3 separate regions of the Rattus norvegicus genome follow, and all the other regions are linked to region 1. Evidence: chromatin contacts called from public Hi-C data. All regions are on one chromosome and are shown on one strand. Each heading gives the region's core, a stretch centred on a gene start, on an enhancer-like site or on the middle of the called end of the contact. The rest is flanking DNA. Distances are from core to core; before and after follow the strand shown. Region 1 holds the start of Foxo1 (forkhead box O1). Region 2 has its middle 180 kb from the start of Foxo1. Region 3 has its middle 130 kb from the start of Foxo1.

What was found. A called contact is a pair of places that touch in the nucleus more often than the background predicts.
Region 2: a contact with region 1 is called in a Hi-C map of mammary epithelial cells, with 2.9 times the contacts expected there. The contact joins the enhancer-like site here to the promoter of Foxo1 in region 1. A contact is called at or near these places in 2 of 12 Hi-C or Micro-C datasets (mammary epithelial cells and psoas muscle).
Region 3: a Hi-C map of prefrontal cortex shows a contact between it and region 1, with 4 times the contacts expected there. The contact joins the enhancer-like site here to the promoter of Foxo1 in region 1. A contact is called at or near these places in 9 of 12 Hi-C or Micro-C datasets (Schwann cells, frontal cortex, hepatocytes and 5 more).

Annotation. Positions count from the first base shown.
Region 1 is chr2:138,461,620-138,464,456 of GRCr8, reverse strand. Foxo1 (forkhead box O1) reads right to left here and starts at 1,483. Exons shown (of 3, transcript NM_001191846.3): 1 at 767-1,483. The coding sequence starts at 1,378.
Region 2 is chr2:138,639,528-138,642,364 of GRCr8, reverse strand. No RefSeq gene overlaps it. Among named protein-coding and RNA genes, the nearest start is that of Foxo1, 180 kb to the right of the region's middle. Within about 2 kb of position 1,359, at least 6 of the 93 cell types and tissues checked have an H3K27ac peak or open chromatin away from gene starts, as enhancers often do.
Region 3 is chr2:138,593,667-138,596,503 of GRCr8, reverse strand. No RefSeq gene overlaps it. Among named protein-coding and RNA genes, the nearest start is that of Foxo1, 130 kb to the right of the region's middle. Within about 2 kb of position 1,338, at least 60 of the 93 cell types and tissues checked have an H3K27ac peak or open chromatin away from gene starts, as enhancers often do. A contact at or near this core is called in Schwann cells, kidney, liver and 1 more, where this site is marked.

The DNA of each region.
Region 1 (2,837 bases), core at 234-2,733:
CTCTGAGCGCAAAAGTGTGGCCTCCCAGCCTGGAGGCACTGGCCCTTTAAAGGTTCTGGCTTCCTGTACACCCGGTCCCTCCCCTCCTCGCCTGCTCCCGCCCCGGCCAAGGGTCACACTTGAACTTTAGGTTGCCCAGAGCCTAAAAACCTTAGCCACCCACTTGCGCGCGCGTCAGAAACCGTACCCAGCAAGTGGGAACGCTCGATTCAGGCCACTTTGGATAAAAAAACCAAATTTGCCCCGGCCTCGGGGAACCTTCGGCAACTGCTGGCCCGCACAGCGCTCAGCACGCTGCGCGTTTAGCTAACCCATCAGCTGCGGGAGCCCCGCGTGTGCGTGGGGAATGTTTCCAGTGCTCCCGTCACCTCTGCTGTCGGGTCCGAGGGAACCTCGTCGGCCAAGGGTCGGGAGAGTGGGTGCGCATGTGGGCGGAGGAGTCGCCCCGACCCCTCGCAGGTCCGGAGTGTCAAGTGGCGAACCCTTCGAAGCCAGCCCCTCTACTCCAACAACTAGCCAACTTCCAAGCCTGCTCTGGCATTTCACTTAAGTTCTCAAACAAGCCCTCCCGGGGTCCCTCTAGAACTCCCTCGCCTGCACTTCGTCCAAATTTGGCTCCAGGTCTCGGGGAAGCCCCCGCCACACCTGCCATTTCTCGCCCGCTCTCTCCGTGCGCCCATCATTTCCGGGCCCGGAACACCCACACGGCCGACCCTCGGCGGGCCCCAACAAATCCACCCCCCCGGGCCGCCCCGAGGCCGTTCACCTTCCAGCCCGCCGAGCTGTTGCTGTCGCCCTTATCCTTGAAGTAGGGCACACTCTTCACCATCCACTCGTAGATCTGCGACAGGGTGAGCCTCTTCTCCGCCGAGCTCTCGATGGCCTTGGTGATGAGGTCGGCGTACGACAGGTTGCCCCACGCGTTGCGGCGCGACGAACTGGTCTTGCGCGGCTGCCCAGCGAGTGGCCCCGCGGCGGCTGGAGGCACCGGTGGGGGCTGCGACAGCGGCCCGGTCGGTGGGGGCTGCGGCGGCGCCGAGTGCACGCAGCCCGCCTCCGGGCCCTGGAAGTCCCCGCACAGGCCCCTACTGGCGGCAGCTGCGGCCGCCACGGCCACGCAACCCGGTGCCCGCGCGAAGTCCTCGCTCTCTTCTAGCAGGCTCAGGTTGCTCATAAAGTCGGTGCTGACAGCGGACGCCGAGGCCAGGCTCGCCGTGGCGTCGGGGTTGGCGGCCGTGCTGCCCGACGGCGCCGGGCTGGAGGTGGTCGAGTTGGACTGGTTAAACTCCGGCCTGGGCAGCGGCCAGGTGCAGGAGCGCTGCCGAGGCAGCGGCTCGAAGTCCGGGTCGGTCTCCACCACCTGAGGCGCTTCGGCCATGGTGCCCCCCGCCCCTCCCCCACCAGCAGAGAGTACCAGGAGACGCGGCCACCGGGGGCGCGGAGCCGGCGCTCGGAGTGTCGCTCCGAGATTGGGGGCCGCGGACGGCGGACGCACGCCGGAGCGAGGAGCGGCGCAGCGGACGGACGCGCCCAGAACTTAACTTCGCTGGGTCACCGGTGTCGGGGATCCTCCGAGTTCGTGCCTCGGACGGGGCAAGGACCAGGCCGCGGAGCCCGGCAGCTCGGGCACCACGCTCCTGATGACAGGGCCGCGGACGCAAGGGCAGACCGGCGGACGCCGCGGGCCGCTCTCTCTCCCCCGCGGCCGCGCGACAGCGGCGCTACTGCCTGTTGAATGTGGCGGCGGCGGGGACTGCAGCGACTCCGCAGCCTCCCGTCTTACGGGATCTGCAGCGGCTCCCCGCCCGCGGCGGCGCGCGCGCCGCCCCGCCCTTGACTGACAGGCTGCGCGACCAATGGACGCGCCAAGTCTCTGCCTAGACAACCAATGAACGCGGGCCTGGGAGGGAGCTCCTTTCCCTCGGGAGGCGGCAGTAGGTTGGTGGGGGGCAGCGGGGTGTTTTTCTTTCTCACACACTTTTTTTTTCTAATCTCCGTTATTATTTTCTGTAATTCTCAAGTGTTTCTGAGTCTCTGGCGCCTCAGTGTTCGGATTGCTAGGAGGCAAACCGGCGTGGAGGCGGCGACCATACTTTTGTTTACTACGGAGTGCAATCGAGTACTCCAGGCAGTGCCCAGACCCCGACTCCCGGGATGGCGCGGAGCCGCTGCGCGCTCCCGGACGCGACGTGGGCGGTGGGGCGCCTCGTGGATTCCACTCAGCCCGCTCCGCCCACGCGTCTTCGCGGAGCTCTCGGGAAGTCGGTGGGGTTTGTTTTGGAGAAATGTTTTCTTAAGCTGGCATCTGCCCGGGCCGCCCCAGGCACGAAGATCCTACGGTGAAGATCCGTCGCTCTGCGGCTCCGGATTCCCCTTCCCACCCTACCTGTGCACACCTGCAAGCCGAGCCTCCGCGGTTCTCCAGCCCCAGCCCCAGCCCCCAGCCTCCAGTCATCCTGAACCCAAAAGAGGTGCGGCGCGGGGAGAAGACTGTTGCACAAGCACCTAGATCCAGTAGCGCCTCAGATCTGAAGTCTTCTATGGAACCTCTTTCCTGTTACGAGAATCTCACTTTTTCCTGAGGACCAGAGTGGTGGCTAAAGGGTCAGAGGAGAGTGTTTAGAGACAATCTTGTCACTTTATTGCCCCTAATTAAATTTAACTGGTTGCTTACTTCTTTTTTATTGAGAATGGAAGCGATGAGGTGTTGAAGTCGCAAAAGGAGATAAGCCACAATTGTTGGGGCACAGCTCGTCTCTCCAGTTCTTTAAGTTCCCAAACCCGGGTATCTAATATAGGTTCAGCAGAGCCAGAGGTAGAAAGACAATGATCCTTTT
Region 2 (2,837 bases), core at 110-2,609, 180 kb before region 1:
TCTCTCGTGTGTTTCCAAATAAGCAAGAAAATGAGTGGAATACTCAGGCCGCAAACCAGAGTCTCGTGCTGCTGACTGTCCAAGACAGGAATGACAGGATCTGGGTGAAAGGGAGACTGTGAGGTAAAGGCATGCTAGCCAGAGAAAAGAGCTCACAAAGGTTCTGCTAATGTGCCTCTGTACAATATAATATAGAAGACTGTAAACAAAGGGTGTCATAGCACCAAGCATGACTGAACAAGTTTCTAATCCTAACACTAAAGAGGAGGGTCATAAATTCGAGGTCAGACTAGCCTGGGTTTCATAACAGGATCCTATCTCACAAACAACAACAAAACTTTATTTTAGGAATAGCAGCATCGTTGGAAAGCACCTGAACACATGGGAAATCGTGTGAGGAACAGGAAAGGCATTTTCCTCAGTATTAAGTTGATTGAAGTTGCAGCTGATGCTAGCCACTGGCCATTCATCCTTCCTAGTCCCTGGGGCATGCCAGAACTCACAGGTCCCAGAGGCCACACAGGGCAAGGCAGAGGGGGAAGCATGCCAAGGCTTAGCAAAGGGTTGGCAAGCAGCTTGAGTGGGAACTGGGGCTTCCCTTTTCAGTTTCCTGGGCCCTGGGCCTGGTGAGGTGACCATTTCAAGGAGGGTCTGGGCTACTTAAAGGTACATCAGCGTGTGTACTCCGTTACAGAGAATGGCTTTGGCACAAAGCAGATGCTAGTTCAAGTTTAGCATTGGTTTTCTTTCCTGGTGCGTATTTCCACTGGTGGGGTGGGGCGAGATATGGTCATACACACATGCAAATACTTTTGGAAATAATAAACTATAGCACACTATAGTTGAAATTCAGTTGAATTGTGGGTAATGGGGAATAGTGTCAGCGAGGTGTTTTTGTCAGACTGTTACAAATATGCAAACACGCAGGAGTCTTTCGGGTTTTGCCTTTGTTTGAAGTCCTCCTATAAAGAAAACCATCATGCAGCATGAAGAATATTTAAGTAAAATCACTGATGCTAATAAGTCGAGTTTACAAATATATATTTTGGCAGGGCCCCCAAATCAATCTCAAAGAAAGCCCTACAAAAGCATGGCCCCAGGCACATCTCTAGGACCGAATGTGACCAGTGATGCCTCAGCTCTTGCTCGCCGCTGGCCACCCACGGATTTCTAGTGCACCGGCTTCAGGCAGTGCGTCTAGACTTTAGTCCGGCCAAGGAATTACAGACAAGAGTTTTATCTCAGTTGTCATCACCCCTGAGCAAATGGTCAGTCTGAGATGTCCTGAACGGGGCAAGGCAAGGCGTGTCAACGAGACCTGCCAGGTGTCTCGTCGCTCAGCTCGGCTCAGCACGGATCTGCCCTGGGGACTTGCCAGTGGACTGTCTTACACTGTGGTGAGAACATCACCCTCAGCAAAGCCCTGGATCAGAGACATTTTGTTAGAAATGAGGCAGTCCATGACCCCAGCTGCTGTCGTCAAGGATGAGTCAGAGGAAAGGGTAAAGGTGGGGTCAGTAGGAAGAGCAGAAAATGACACATGGCTTCATGGATTCCCTAGCCCGGGGCACACCTTTCCCTGCAACACAAACCAAGGTTAGAAACCCTCTCCTGTCAACCGAACAGCTCACCACACAAACATCCTACCCAGGGCAAGTTGCTCTCAGTTGGACCTTTTTACCTGTGGCTTTGTGTCACCAGCAGAAGTAGAAACAGAAACAACCAACAGAGCTGCAGAGGAGGACAGTGAAGATTAGTCAGGGCAGGGGAGACTCTGACCTTAAAGAGTGAACTCTGAGACACCACAGATAAATTGCTCTCCTGCAAAGAGGCTGATATTAGACACAGATGACCTCGGACAGACGCCTTCTCTATCCTCTTACCTACAATGTGCACACCGAGCTGCAGACTCATTTCCTGCATCTACAGTCGTTTTCTGGATCATCAGTAAATACCCTAGTGAGGAGTCCGAGGCTTGACACAAGCCCCACATGCTAGACCCACCAGCAGTCACTTTATACTTAGTTTTATATATGCATACAAGGTTTAGTAAATAAACTTTAAAAACAAAATCATCCCAGGGCATATTCTATGTATTCTTGGCCAAGTCCTTTCTTACAGTTCCAGAAAATTATGGTTGAAAATATTCAACTCTGCCATAGATATTTTTTGAATACTCTACAGCTCCTCAGACACCCTACTGATCTTGTATTAAGAGCCTTAGCTGAGTGACCATTTTTCCGTCTCTCATGGCCTCTCATGAATCATAGTTTCCATCACAGAATTGATTGGCTTGAACATAACCCGTCGTATTTGTTACTTCTGACAAACCACCATAAAGTTTGACCCCAATCGGCACGTGGGTAATTCAAAGCCAGTTTCATGAAAGTGAGAAAAAGAATGTTCAAAATGTGGGCTGCTAGCTTCCCAGTTGAAATATTAGACCCAGCAAGAGGCCTAGTGCTATGGGTCAGAATGAGCATTTGGTCCCTCTGCCAGCTTCTTGGTACTCAGTCCAGGGAGGCCACAAGGCAGGATGAGCAGGGGGTATTTATGGCTGATTGATAAAGACCATCCAACTCCAGGATTCTTTTGAGAGTTTTTTGCAGGGTGAGGTGGAAGGTGTGTTAGGCAGGGTTTTTCTGAGTAGCCCTGACCTTCCTGGAACTTGCTCTATAAACCAAGCTGGCCGTGAACTTAGAGATCTCCATACCTCTCTGCCTCAGACTACTGGGATTAAAGGTGTGTGCTATCATGCCTGGCTAATTCTAGGATTCTCGCACACCTCCCATACCTGTACTCTCAGGGGAACCGTCACTAGGAAGGGCTTGCAAAGG
Region 3 (2,837 bases), core at 89-2,588, 130 kb before region 1:
AAAACATTTTTTTTTTTTTGCCAGAGGCAAGGAATGGGCTGGCTCTCTGTCACTGTTAACATGGGGCTGGCTGTCACTGCACTCCTATAAGGCTGACTGTCGTTGTAATGCTATACCAGCCCAAATGCTGTGTTTCTAGAAGCAGAAATGGTATTTGGCATTTTTATTGGCAACCCTAGGGGCTGGAGAAATGACTCAGCGGTTAAGAGCACTGACTGTTCTTCCAGAGGTCCTGAGTTCATTTCTCAGCAACCACATGGTAGCTCACAACCATCTGAAATGGAATCGGACGCCCCCTTCTGGTGTGTCTGAAGACAGCTACAGTGTACACATAGACATAAAATAAATAATTATATCTTGATTGGCAGCCCTAGTCGGGCCATTACTTGTGATGTCTGGATTGGTACCAATCATGTTCACATAAGCCCATCTATTTGCCTGCCTGTCTGTCTGTCTGTCTGTCTGTCTGTCTGTCTGTTTGTCTATGAAGACAGGATTCTCACTATGTAACTCTGTTTTCTGGAACTCACTGTAACCTGGGCCGGCCTCCGAACTCACAGAGACCCCTGCCTCTGCCTCTGGGAGTGCTGGGATTAAAGGTGCCTGGCTTTTTTCAAAGGACCTCATTTTAAAGCTTTGAGAATGACTGTCTCTGAAGATTCAGAAATGAAACTTTAGAAAAACGTTTTGAGGCCAGTAAATTCCAAGGCCATCTTCACTTCTGTCTGATCCGGAGTACTCATTTCTATGTCCCGATGTATTTATTATGATTTTAACAGGATAACTAAAACAAAACAGAAATAGAAAAAGTTTCAGTGCCCTGCCTACAGCTTATAAAAGTAACTGTTGGGCAATGCGTCCCAGTCCTTAAACACTTTTCCTGAGGAGCTGGGAAAGCTTCTAACACATCCCTTCCCCATTCTGGTGTTCAAGCCACCTGGCCCCTGTTCCTGACGCCCACCCAAGTGGTCCTGCCTCAAGGGTCATCCAGCCGAGCTCCCACTGTGCCTCTGTGAGCCGCTTCCAGGGATGCCCCCACTGAGGCGTGTGAACAAATGCCCTGTACAGACTCCCAGGCACAGGCAAAGCAAAGCAAGACGGCTTTGAGGCATCTGCCAAGGAGGGCGAAGGCCGGCTTTGAAAGCACTTCTCCAGTTTGCCAACTCGTGGGACTTGGCAAGCCTAGACAACGGCGCTAAGGCAGAGAAAGCCTCGGGATCGGCCTCCCAGGAGGGTGCCCCCAACCCCCTTCTCTTTTCACCAGACCCAGAAGATGTAGGCCTGGTGAGGGAGCCTGTGGGCTCAGGCCTGGTGAATGGAGGCTACCTCTTAGCGCCCCCACCCCCACGCCATGACGGCGGCAGCCCTCAGTGGGGAAGCACGCCTCTCTCCTGCTAGCTAATGGCTGAGAAAAGGGCAGCGGTTTTCCGTGTTTGTGGGGCATGCAGGAGTGGCCAGGCAAGGACTGAGATCAGACAGAGGTGAATAAGTATGAAAAGGAAGCAGTAAAAATCCGCCAGCCACAGGAGACGCCCTCTCTGCTCTGGGCGACAGTCAGGCCCGTGATTCAGCGCGAATAAAGAGCCCGAAGGGGGAGTCTGGTTGGGAATTGAGTGCGCCAAACTTTGTCATAATTCAGATTCTTCCTCTGTAAAAGAGGCATGAAAGACTAGGACCCATGGGAGCTGCTCCGTAGAGTCTCCTTGTTTAATCAATTCACAAACTGCAAATCCAAGTCCTAAATGCCTAATCCACTGGTCACCAGTAATGGGTGAATAAGGACAGGCTGTTTGTTTTTCCTGCCTTGCTCTAAAAGGCCCCAGACTCACAGCAGGCAAGACGTTCTTCCTGCGGTTGCCAGAAAGAGTGCAGAGGGCAGTGTTATTCAAGGTCATTTGCAAGAGGCAAGGACCTACCTGCCACAAAGGGTCCTTGAGAAAATGCAAATGCCTCGGATTTAGGGCAGGACTCCCGCTAGGAAGAGCAACCCAGGGCACCTGGAAAATTTAAAAGTAAAAAAGAAAGCCTGTAGCCTGCTGAGGTAAGTGGGTGGCAGAACAGTAAGCCCTGGGTTCCAGTCCCATCATTGTTAAAAAATATATATATATGAAAGTAAGCACCAGGTCACTCTAGAGGCCAGAGTGAGAATCCAAAGTGTTTCTGGCGGTTGCAGAAAGACACACCCTCCGGGCGGAGGAATTACCACATACCCTTGGGGCAGTTATGAGAAGGAACTATCCCGGTAAGGATGGCTGTCCTACCTCCAAAGAGGGCCTGGGGGCAGAGGTCAGCTCTCTGTGGACCTTCTCTGAGCACCCTCACTTCTCCTCAGTGACTATGTGTGCGAATGCTGGTTTGTTCAATAGTTAAGTATCAAAATCTGACTGGAGGCCATGCACGGGCGCAGGAGGACAGGAAAGCATCCTCAGAAGGTAGCAACGTTGCCTGATTTAGCTAGATTTTTTTTTCCCCTCTGTGGCTTTGAAGTGGCAGTTTCTAAGGAAACCCTCAACACCCTCTGAAGGGGTGGGGGTGTGGTAAATCAAGGACTGCAGGCTATCTCTCAGAGGACACTGAAGCTACAAGGCTTCACTATCAGCTCATGTCTAAGACAAGTTAGAGCCAATCTGTTGACCCTAGTGACAGAGAGCAGCACTCCTGCCCTCTGTGAACTGGCAGTGAGCAGAGTGGCCAGACCAACGATAAGAGACAGCAGGCGGAAGATGCCACAGGTGTGCTGAGGGTGCAGAGGGCCAAGCAAATGACTGGTCTTAGGAGAATGCAAAAGGGCTTCCCGAAGAGGTGGCTCATGTGTCTGTTATTGAACAAAGGGTAGG